2 separate regions of the Mus musculus genome follow, and region 2 is linked to region 1. Evidence: chromatin contacts called from public HiChIP or PLAC-seq data. All regions are on one chromosome and are shown on one strand. Each heading gives the region's core, a stretch centred on a gene start, on an enhancer-like site or on the middle of the called end of the contact. The rest is flanking DNA. Distances are from core to core; before and after follow the strand shown.

What was found. HiChIP or PLAC-seq counts read pairs in DNA pulled down with a chosen protein or histone mark.
Region 2: an H3K4me3 HiChIP or PLAC-seq map of stem cell-derived neural progenitor cells shows a contact between it and region 1, with 2.7 times the contacts expected there. The contact joins the promoter of Il11 here to the promoter of Tfpt in region 1. A contact is called at or near these places in 5 of 39 promoter capture datasets (cranial neural crest, hippocampal neurons, liver and 2 more), 1 of 484 Hi-C or Micro-C datasets (cerebellum), 5 of 115 datasets of contacts at active chromatin or transcription factors (embryonic stem cells, large pre-B cells, pancreatic cancer cells and 1 more) and 1 of 9 other capture datasets (adipose tissue).

The regions. Positions count from the first base shown.
Region 1 is chr7:3,628,645-3,634,383 of GRCm38.p6, forward strand. Tfpt (TCF3 (E2A) fusion partner) reads right to left here and starts at 1,285. Exons shown (of 6, transcript NM_001290381.1): 1 at 908-1,285; 2 at 184-442. The coding sequence starts at 930. It overlaps Prpf31 (pre-mRNA processing factor 31), which reads left to right and starts at 1,341. Exons shown (of 14, transcript NM_027328.4): 1 at 1,341-1,412; 2 at 1,914-2,098; 3 at 2,201-2,261; 4 at 4,024-4,107; 5 at 4,660-4,757; 6 at 5,480-5,586. The coding sequence starts at 1,922. Gm15927 (a long non-coding RNA gene) reads right to left here. Exons shown (of 6, transcript XR_003946711.1): 4 at 4,394-5,739; 5 at 3,554-3,851; 6 at 2,427-2,759.
Region 2 is chr7:4,773,954-4,779,500 of GRCm38.p6, forward strand. It overlaps Il11 (interleukin 11), which reads right to left and starts at 4,188. Exons shown (of 5, transcript NM_008350.4): 1 at 4,027-4,188; 2 at 2,372-2,544; 3 at 2,177-2,263; 4 at 1,925-2,086. The coding sequence starts at 4,033.

The DNA.
Region 1 (5,739 bases), core at 35-2,534:
GGGTGCCTGGCACAGACTTAGACCCACATGGATCTGTTCACTTGTTCAAGTACAAAAGGAAAGGGAAAAAGAAGGACATGAGGAGGAGGAGGAGGCGGTATGAGGAGGGGGTGGTGTTGGCATCGGCAGCGAGGCGGCAGTTCTGGCGAGAGGACCCCCAAATGGGAATCCACACTTACCTACCTGCTCGATCTCCCGGCAGCGCCGACCTAGTGCCTGGTACTTTCTACGATTTAGTTCCCGCTGGCGACGCCTTCGACCCCGGGCTGCCTCTTCCTCTTCATCTCGCTCCCGGAGTCCTGAATCACCCAGACCACCGGACACAAATTCCACTTCTGTCTCTAGCTCACTTTCTAGGATGTGGCCACCAAACAGGGGAGGCAGAGCCAGCTCTGAGCCTGGTGGCGCTGAGAACTCTTCAAAGCCCACGGCTGCCATGGTCCTGTAGGGCCAAGAAGTTTTAGGAGCCTATATTCTGGCTCTCCAAGTCCCTCCCAGGGGGACTTAGGTCCAGGCCCCAGCCTGGAGCCCAGATCCTAGCCCTCTCCTCCATCACACCCAGCAGCCCAGACTCTAGCCCTCCTCCCTCCTACCAAGAAGCCCAGACCCTAGCCCTTCTTGGTCACTGCCAGGGATCCAGGCCCCAGTCCTCGTCCCTAACAATGAGGAATCAGACCCTAGCCTCCTCCCTCAGACTTTGGAGCCCACACTCCAATCTCCTTGCTCTCAGATCCATAAGAACAGCAAATTCCAAATCTCCCCTACGATGCTCCAGTACTGCCTCCGGTTCTCCCACAGAGATTCGAAAAGAAAGCAACTGCACGAACTTCCCCATCGTCCCTGAGAGCACTACAGCCGATCGTTGCTGTTTTTGGAGTCCCCGTTTACACAAAGCTCAGCTACTCACCCCTCTCTCTGTTCCAACTCCATTTCTCTGGTCAAGAGACACCTCAAGCCTCAGAGAGGTGGAGTCTTGCGCAAAACTACCTCTCCCATCAGGCCTTGCGACACAGGAAAACTGGGAATTAAAGTTTCCTACTCTGCCTTCGTTTGCACCCGACTCCAAATTGCGGCTTGAAGCCTTCGGTTTATCCTCTAGCGCCTGCACCGATCGTCCACGTTGTCACCTTCTTTACTCCTGTCTTGTCGCAGTGTCGACTAGCCAAAGCGAATCTCTGTTTAGCAGGCTCAATCCACGGCGACGTACGACTTCCCCTAGCCCTAGAACCCAGCACTCCCGGTCGCCGTCCCGCGAGGCGGCTGCTAATAAAGTTGTTGTCCAAACGCTGCCGGAAATGTCGTAAACGGCCAATCAAAACACAGATTTATCGGCGGCAAGTAAACGTCATCAAAGAGAGCCGAAGCTCTGGGGAAGCAGATTTCTTGGAAACGATTGTGAGAGGATCGAAGCGGTGAGTGTGATGGAGAAGAAGGGATGGCCGGAAGCCAAGCTACTGGAGGAGAAAGTGTAGCGGGCGACTTAAATCATAGTATAAATAATAATATTAAACGTATGGAGCGCCTTAGAACTAATATTCAAGACGTGAGTGGATCACAGCATAACTTTAGGCTGAAATATGGCACGTGGGCCAGACGGGTGGAATGAAAGAACTGAAGGCAGGGTGAGGGAGCAAAGAGCCGGGTTAGGCAAAGATGAATAGTTGCTCAAAGACCCAGAGGTGTGGGGAAAAGTTGCCAGGTCAGGTGGTACCTGGAGGGATGTGCTGTGTTCTGTGTGGGTAGGAACAGGAGACAACCTCCGTGAACTAAGCAAGCTGTGGAGCCTGCGTGCGGCTACAGGAGCTGATGAAGAAGAAACTTAAGGGGATCCGGGAGAAGGTGCTCCTTCTGGTGATATGAGTGGACAGGGTCAAGATGCAGTATTAGGGAACCCCATTCTCCCTTTCCCATAGGCCTTGGGATGTCTCTGGCTGATGAGCTCTTGGCTGACCTCGAGGAGGCAGCAGAAGAAGAGGAAGGAGGAAGCTATGGAGAAGAGGAGGAGGAGCCAGCAATTGAGGATGTACAGGAGGAGACCCAGCTGGATCTTTCTGGAGATTCAGTCAAGAGCATTGCCAAGCTATGGGACAGCAAGATGGTGAGGTGGCACCCTTTAAGTCAGCGTTCCTAGGGAGGAGTGGCCGGAGAGCAGTTCTTTCTGAGAGGCCTAGTTTCTGACTGTGCTCTCCTTCCTCATCAGTTTGCTGAGATCATGATGAAGATTGAGGAGTATATCAGCAAGCAAGCCAACGTGTCGGAAGGTGCCTCCCACCCTCACTTTCCTCTGCCCATTCTGACTCCCCGACTCTCTTGCTCCTTATGGTTTTATCACCAAGTGTCTCCCTCCTCAGCTTTCCTCAGAGCATTCATTCTTCTTTTTTTTTTTAAATCCAGTTACTGACCCTCTGAAAACATACTGCATTGTACCCAGACATGATATGTGTTTATATCTCACCACTTAGGAGACTGAGGCAGCAGGTACATGAATGAGTTCAAGTCCAGTCTGGTCAGAGTCAGCCTGGGTAAAACCCTGTCTCAGAAATAGGTACATTCATGGAGTTGGAGAGATAGTTAAGAGTATCTGCTGCTCTTCCAGAGGTCTTGGGTTTAGTTCTTAGCATCCACATGGGTCATAACTATCTGTAACTCCAGTTCTTGGTGATCTGACATCTTCTGCTCTCCATGGGCATTATATATATATTATGCACATCAGGCAAAACGCATACATACATTTTTTTTAGAAGAAAGTGAGACAACACCTATGTTTAAAAAAAAGGAAGAAAGAAAAATAAACATGCATATTGTACTATAAAACTGATGTGTTTTCTAATTGTGAGAAGACTTGTCTCTGGGTTCTCTGAACTATAGGACCTTTTCCACATCCACAGACAGGGTGTGTACACATGTATGTACGTATATTTTTAAATATGGAGACAAGGTTTCACTCTGAAGTTCAGACTGGCCTAGAAGTTACTAGGTAGCCTATAGTGGCCTTGAACTCTCAGCAACCATCCTTTTTCAGCCTCCTGAGTGTGAGGCAGAAGCAACCATGCCCACTCTGTAGTCCCTACAGAAGGGACTGACTAACCCTGCATTGGGTCAGGGAAGAAGTGCCCCCTGTTGGAATTTGAGTACTTGTGCTAACCCTGGGGAAGGAACAAGGGCTGTTAATTCACTGAGTGATGGGAGTCTCCCAGCCAGCTTCTACAGGGATTCCAAGTGGCAGGCAGAGAAACTTCTTGTTCCGTAAAGCCAAAGAAAGTCACAGAACGTGACTGCCTGATGTCAAGTTTGATGAATCAGGTCTGCTCATGTCAGGTGTCTTAACTAGTGGGGGAAGTGGACACAAAGCCTGTCTAGCAGAGGTGGCCCAATTCATGCAGACTGTCACCCTTCTGGGGTGGAGGTGGGGGGTTGTTTAATGCCCTCAGAGTTTTAATGACCTAAAGGGACATGTGAGGCCACATTACTCAATACCAATTTAATTGTCTATGCATAAAGTGTGGTTTCTAGAAACAGACTTAAGGAATGTCCCAGGGAGATGGAGCAGTACCTGTGAAGGCAGGAGGAGTGAAATAGCCTTGAGTGCCCGGTGGCGGCTGGGAGGATGGAGCAGAAAAGCAGAAAGGATAATGCTGTAGAGCCAACGAGTCACCGGATCTCACTGAAGGGACTCCTGTGCTGTGTGCACCAAGGTTGCAGGTGTGGGGAACGTGGACCTCCATCTGTATGGGAGACCTTGAGTGCCAGTCTGAGGATCTTGCTCGCTAGCCTCAAGGCTTTGGGAAGCTATAGGAAGGTTTAATTTTGGAGCAAGATGAGGTCAAGACCAGATTGACCCAGAGGATAGACTGCAGGAGAAAGATGAGAAGCAGGAGTAAGGCTCCTGGAGAGGAATATAAGCCTCAGTGAATTCTTCAGCCCTTATGTAGCCCCCTCAGCCCCTCCTTTCTGATTCCATCCAGCCTCCACCTCAGTCCCCAGCTTCGTTCCTCCCCCATCCATATCCCTTCTTCTTTGTAGTGATGGGACCAGTGGAGGCAGCTCCTGAGTACCGAGTCATTGTGGATGCCAACAACCTGACTGTGGAGATAGAAAATGAGCTGAGTGAGTGATGGGAAGGGCTATGGAGACACCAGTATCCTGTGCTCTTCACTCTTTCGTTATGACCCAAAGGGAAGAACAGGCATGAACCTGGACCTCTTTTGTTTGCCTTTCTTGGGCAAAAATATTGCCCTGATTAGGTTCATCTTCTATAACAGAGTAACTAACATAAATTGTACTCTCCTCCATCATAAAAGTCTGAATAAGCAGGGCAGGTCTCGAGTCATCCTTTGACCCCCTTGAGCAGCCAGGCTTTGCCACCTCGTACGTGCTCCAGGATGATGCCCACCTCTGCATCCCTACCAGCAAATGTGGAGGGAAGATAGGCCATAGTTGTTTCCTTAAGGCCACGATCTGGAAGTTGAAAATTGTCACTTTCAGTTCATATTTTGTAGACTTTTGTAGAACAAACTCCCACCTGCACATAGCATTGGAGACAGCTAGGAAATTAGAATGATTTGGGGTTGGTTACTAGAGAGGTGGAAGTAGGTATTGGGGATAGCAGCAGAGTCTGCCTCCCCCTCAGTAGACACCTGTCCTTGATGTCCCATTTAGACATTATCCACAAGTTCATCCGGGATAAATACTCAAAGAGATTCCCTGAGCTAGAATCCTTGGTGCCCAATGCTCTGGATTACATCCGCACAGTCAAGGTGAGTGGAGAGAAGTCTGGCTTGGGAAGAACTGGGGCCACTAGACCATGAAACCTCAAGTCTAGAAATAATGGAGAGTCATGAATGGGGCTCAGTGGTGAGGGACAGATACTGGAATGGATGTGTCATGCACATCTCTTGCTTCCTTCCTCCCCTTGGTTTCATGGGAGGATAACCACTGACCTGGCCCTTACCTCTGGCTGCAGTTGGAGCAGGTGTCCTTTGAGCTGGCAGAGGCCACCGCTGAATAAGAGCTAAGACCCTGCGTGGGAACAAGCAAGGATGAAGTCAGAAGGGGCAGGGAGGGAAGCTTGGAGAGGTCAGAAAGGGCAGAGAACATTAGATGTGGAAGGTGTTGGCTTCTCTACAAGGGATTGGAGCGAGTGGAAGTGAAAGAGCAGGGGTCCTGCCTCTGTCCAGGAGATCAGGATGGTGGCACAGGAATTGTGTCTGTGGAATAAAGTGCGCTTTTGACGGCCTCTTTAGTGCAGCATGTCTTCCTTGGAGGCTGCTTTGCCAGCTTGTACTTCTGCATCCGTAGAGCAGAGCAGGCACACTGATGCTTTAGGCAGGGAGGTTGTAAAAGTGTAAAAGGAAAGAGAGGCCTCCAGTGTATGGACCTTAGCTTTCCCAGCTTCCTCAAGGGGAGACCTCTGTTGGTGTTGTAGCAAAAGAGGGTCTTTTGGGCTTACTACAAATTCTCCCTCCCCTTCCTACCCCAGGAGCTGGGCAACAGCCTGGATAAGTGCAAGAACAATGAGAACCTCCAGCAGATCCTGACCAATGCTACTATCATGGTTGTTAGTGTCACTGCCTCTACTACCCAGGGGTATGTATGCCAAACGGTAATGTGCCGCAAGCCTACCATAGGACAATTAACAGGAGAGACAGAATGGAGGGCATGGTCAGAGTGGTGCTGACTGAGAATTATGGCCCCTAGACAGATGGAATTTTTATGATAGTCCCAGAACTAAACAAACAC
Region 2 (5,547 bases), core at 2,938-5,437, 1.1 Mb after region 1:
TGTGGCTCACAACCATCTGTAATGGATCTGATGCCCTCTTCGGGTACATCTGAAGACAGCTATAGTATTATACACAAAATAAATTTTTTTGTGTTTTGTTTTTTTCAAGACAAGATTTCTCTGTGTAGCCCTGGCTATCCTGGAACTCACTCTGTAAACCAGAAACTCAGGTCTTGAACTCAGAAATCTGCCTGCCTCTGCCTCCCAAGTGCTGGAATTAAAATAAATAATAAAATAAATAATTATTAACAAACCCCGAGGCTTGGAAGAATGCACAATTAATAAAGTAGTAAAGTGCTTGCTGCACAATCAAGAGGACATGAGTTCAAACCTCTGGGTCTAATGTAAAAAAGCTGGGCACACCAGCACGTGCCTGTAATCTAAGTGCTGAGTAAATTAGACAGGTAGGAGGATTCTCGGGGATTTGCCAGTCATCCAGTCTAGCTGAATTGGTGAGTTCCAAGTTCAATGAGAAACCTCTTCTCAAAAAAGCAAAGCAGAGCCTCTGAGTTTGAGACCAGCCTGGTCTACAGAGTGAGTTCCATCCAGGATAGCCAAAGTTACACAGAGAAACCCTGTCCCAAAATTCTCAAAGATAAAAACAAAAAAGACCTCAGGAACATAATCGAGGTGGAAATTGGGCATCAATACAGAAATATGCCCAATGTTGACCTCTGGACTCTAGGCTCTCATTTCTGTGTGTTCATGTCTTAATGAACACACGCACACACGCATGCACACGCACATGCACACACACATGCACACACACAGGTCACTGTCCTAAGGACCAGGTTAAGGGACTAAGGAATGAGGGTTAGGGAATGAATGGCGCTTGCCATGTCTTCTCAGAAGGTCAGAGCTAGTGTCTTAGAACTTGGAGTCTAGGGACCATGTCTAGGGACTGGGGTTAGGAGCAAGAATTTGAGACCTAGGGTCTTTACAGGCAGGGACCAAATACTGAAGTCTATTGGACAACCGGGCTGAGGTTCTGGAATTTACGGTATCGATATTAAAAACTTATAATATTGAAAATGAGACATAGGGCTGGTGGTGGGGGGTGGGGGGTTGAAACAAGATCTTATAAACCCAGATTGGCCTCAATCTCACTACACAACTGAGATGGCCTTGATCTCTTCGTTTGCCACCTCCCAAACACTGGGAGTACAATCAGGTGCTACCATACCTGGCTTTGCTTTGTTTGAGACAGGTTTCTGCTACGGTTTTCGTTATAGCAAGGCTGGAAATCACTGTGCCTCCTAAGTGCTGAGACTTACAGGCAACTGCCACTGCACTCAGCTAGGGACGACACTTGAGATCTGGCATTGTAGAGTGTCAAGGCTGGTTCAGTCATGATCTTGTCTCTTAGGGACTAGGGCTGGGTCTTTGAGACGTGAGGATCTGGGGTCGGGGCAGGGCTGGGATCTGGGGTGGGGCGGGCTGGCTTGGATTTGGTGCTTTGGGTATTAGAGGTTTTTTAGGCATCTTAAGACCTAGGCCTCTAATTCTCACGAGAAGATTTGGATCCTGTTAACTCAGAGAAGGGGTCTTAGGTCTAAGGATCTTGGGATTCAGGGTCTAGACTTTTAGACAAGTGGTCAGGGTTGGGGTTTCATACTATCATGGGCTGCGATTTGGGGGACACAAAACAATGGTCTATGGTGGCTTGTAGCCTTGGGGATTGGTTAAGAGTTGCTCTGAAGCCCAGCAGTGGTGGCGCACGCCTTTAATCCCAGCACTTGGGAGGCAGAAGCAGGCGGATTTCTGAATTTGAGGCCAGCCTGGTCTACAGAGGGAGTTCCAGGACCGCCAGGGCTACGCAGAGAAACCCTGTCTGGGTGGATGGAGGAATCAAAACCTCAGGCTGTTGTTTCTTAGGGTCAAAGGGATCAGAATGGAAGTCAAAGGTCTTGGAGTCAGAGCATACCAAGAGCTGTAAACGGCGGAGTAGCCGTTCCAGTCGGGCTTGCAGGGCACCCAGCTCTGGCTCCAGAGTCTTTAGGGAAGGACCACCTGCACGGCGCAGCCATTGTACATGCCGGAGGTAGGACATCAAGTCTACTCGAAGCCTTGTCAGCACACCAGGAAGCTAGGGACAAAGAATGGAAACCAGGGAACCGTTAACACATGCATCCCTCAGCCATCAGTCTTTCAGCCCTCCCTATCAGCCAGCGCTCACCTGCAAAGATCCCAATGTCCCAGCGCTCATGGCCAAGGTGGGCAGGGAGTCCAGACTGTGATCTCCGTCAGCTGGGAATTTGTCTCTCTGGTGAGAAAGAAGCTGTGAGGGGAACCCCAAGCTCTCCCCTTCGTCAAGTGCCCAAGAGAGAGAAGTGACTGTCATTCTATATTCCCTGTCCCTCCAATCTCCTACCATCTGTGCAGCTAGTTGCCGTGTGTCTGCCAGGAGGGATCGGGTTAGGAGAACAGCGCTGTCCAGATCTGCTCGAGGGTCTGAAGAGACTCGAGGGGAGCCAGCTGGTGGCCCAGGGGCAACGACTCTATCTGGCCAGAGGCTCAGCACCACCAGGACCAGGCGACAAACACCTGTGGACAGAAGGGAGAAATCAGGCCAAACTCTGGGTCTGAGGGAGTAGGACTGGGGTCTAGATTCTTCTGCCTCTGAGGAAGAAGGGCTAGAGTCTAGAACCTGGGTCTGAGTGAGGTAAGCTAGGGTTCGGAATTTTGGTCTTGAAGGACTGTGGTCTGGACTTTACGGTCTGGAGGAGGAGGGATGGATGGAGCCTGGATTCTGGGTCTGAGGGAGGGCAGGCTGGGCCTCGGGACCCTGGATCTGCAGAATAAGGGCTAGACTCTGGACTCCAGGTTCTAGGGAGAAGAGCTGAGGTTTGGGCTCCTGGGTCTGAGGGAGGAGGGCTGGAGTCTGAACGCCTGGATCTGAGGGAGGAGGACCTGGAGGTCTTGAGTCTCAGGGTGGGGCGCCCCGGGGCAGGTCGCAAAGCCCGAGCCCGGGCGGGCTTCCCTCTCCCTCCCTGGCTCTGGCTGCCCCGCCCGTCGGAGCAGACGCGGCCCGGGGCGGGTAGACGGGCCGGGCGTCTCCCGTCCGCCCCCGGACGCCGGAATCTGGGCCCCGGGGCGGGGCATGACGGGGGGGGGGGAGGTACAGGCCAGAACCTGCCCCCCTCCCCTGCCCCGGGAGCCCTAGCCGGCCTGGGAACAGTGGTAGGAGTCAGAGACTGGAGCTGACACCCGAACACACGGATTCCTCTCCAGGAAGGTGCCTGGACCCATTCCCATATGCCCTCAAAGGTGGCTGCAGAGGGCTGGGCCGTTGGGTCGGGGAGGACCTGGGCGCACCTGGTCTGAGAGGCGCTCAGGGACGCACGCAGCTGAAGACCCGTCGGGCCGCGTTCGGGGCTCAGGGGCTAGGGACAGCTCCTTTGCCGGCTGCCCATCCCCCAGCTGCCCCGCCCACCTCTGAGACAGCCAGCCAATCAGAGCCCCCCGGGCCACCAAGCTCAAGTATCACACCCCCAGCCCGCCCCCTGGTCCCCTCTAGCTATGCCTAGTCCTTCGCAAGCCCCTCCTGGGCCGTCTGTCGGTGCACCCGTCCCCTAGCCGGTGCGCATCTGTCTGGCTCTTTAAGCTCTCTGTCCGCACCTCTCTTTCGTCTGCCTCCCCTGCCTGTTTCTCGTCCTCTGGGGCTTGCTGTCATCTGGGATTCTCTGCCTCAGTTTCCCACCCTGAGACGCGCTGTTGGAGTTCGTGGTTGTCTCTGTTCCTAGATTCCCACTGACTCCCTGGGATACCCGATCCCTTAAGGATCACCTCCCTCCCAGCATCTGTCCCTCTGTCCTTGTCTGGCTGTCCCTTGCCTTGTTCTGTCTCTTTCTCTGTCCATCTCTTCTCTTAAACTCCCACTTTTCTCACTATTCTTTCTCAATCTGACTCCCCGTGACTCCTCTTTTCTATCCCTCTGTCCCTACTCTGCTTCGCATCCTCCCCACTCCCTCAATCCTTCCCCCCCCCCAACCCTGTCCCCTCACCCATGAACTGGAACCAACTTACAGTTCATGTCCCCACAGGCCAGGGGTTCCCCAGGGCAGGGGGCAGGGAGCCGGGGGGGGGGGCTTTAACCCTTCCCTGTCCGCTGCCGGGGGACCCAGGGGGTCAGCTGGGCCTCGGCCTGGGGAGGGGAGGTTTGTGAGTGTGAGCAGCAAGGGCCAGGCAGTGAGGGAGTGTGTACGCCTGGGGGGTTATATAGGGGGCCGGGGCGGGCGGGCGGGGGGCAGGCAGCAGGGGAGGGCGGCCTGACACATCCTGACTCACCCTCCCTCCTGCCTTTTCCATTCAGACGAGCCGGCTGCCTAGCAGGGCTCACACCGCCTTGCTTGGAGGAGGGCACGGAAGGAAAAGTTGGAAAAGTTGAAAAGTGAAGGGGGGGTGGTCTGAGAGGGGCCGGTGAGGTCATTGGCGTCCCCTCCCTCCACCTCCACGGGCTGGGACAGACACACAAGGCTCAAGAGCTCTATGGAGCCTGGCTGTGGGTGGTGGTCTGCATGGACCAGGACTAGTACTGAGAGATGGTGAGGCAGTAGAAGAGGCAAGTCCAGGGCCTGAGGAGGTGGAGGTGAGGGGGGAGAATCTGGACGACAGAGAGAACACTGGGGCAGAGATGGAGCCTCTAAACCCAGAATGGCTGACAAATGCACAGAGATGGGGACAGCAGGATATAGAGATACCTAGCCTCTGAGATGGAGAGACACTGGGAACTGAGGAGCTGAGGATGTGGCTCAATTGGCAGAGTGATGGTACATACACACCTGCACTCTCAGCACTGGGAAGGCGAAAGCAGGAGGTTCAGAAGTAAGTTCAAGGTCATCCTTAGCTACACAGTGAGACTGAAGCTAACCTGGGCTACTTGAAACCCCATTTTAAAAAAGAAGCAGCGATCCCCAAGCGGAAAGGGGCCACAGACATGGGAAGAGAAGACTCAGGCTGCAGAAGAATACCAAAGATGAGGTCACCTGGGAGACAGGTTAGATGAGGTAGCTGAGGACCAAAAGAAAAAGGAATAAAGGCTTTCTACAGAGGTGTCTCTGGCTGTGTTGCTGCCCTTCCCCCCAACTTGCCAGTTCTGTAAATGGGGCTGAGACTATCTTCTATGGCTAAGGAGATGACCCAGGGGGTAAGAGTGCTTGCTGCACAAACATGAGGAGCTGAGTTGAATCCACAGCACGTATATAAAAAGCTGAGCATGTGTAACTGCAGCCCTGTGGGTGGAGAGGTGGAGATGGCGGGGTCACTAGGGCTTGTCTTCCAGCCTAGCTCCAGGTTCAGTGAGAGACCCTTTCTCAAGAGCGTAAGGTTGAGAGTGCTAGAACTTCCCAGTGTCCCCCTCTGGCCTCTGTACACTTGCATGTAAGTACAGATAATCTACCCACATATACATACACTCCCAGACACACATACATCCCTTCCTACCCCTAAATGCCACAGTGAGGAGTCTTGTACAAACTACTACTAGAGAAATGTTTTTGATCTCATGGTTACAGTTTATCAGCTATACTGAGGCACAGGTAGTCACTG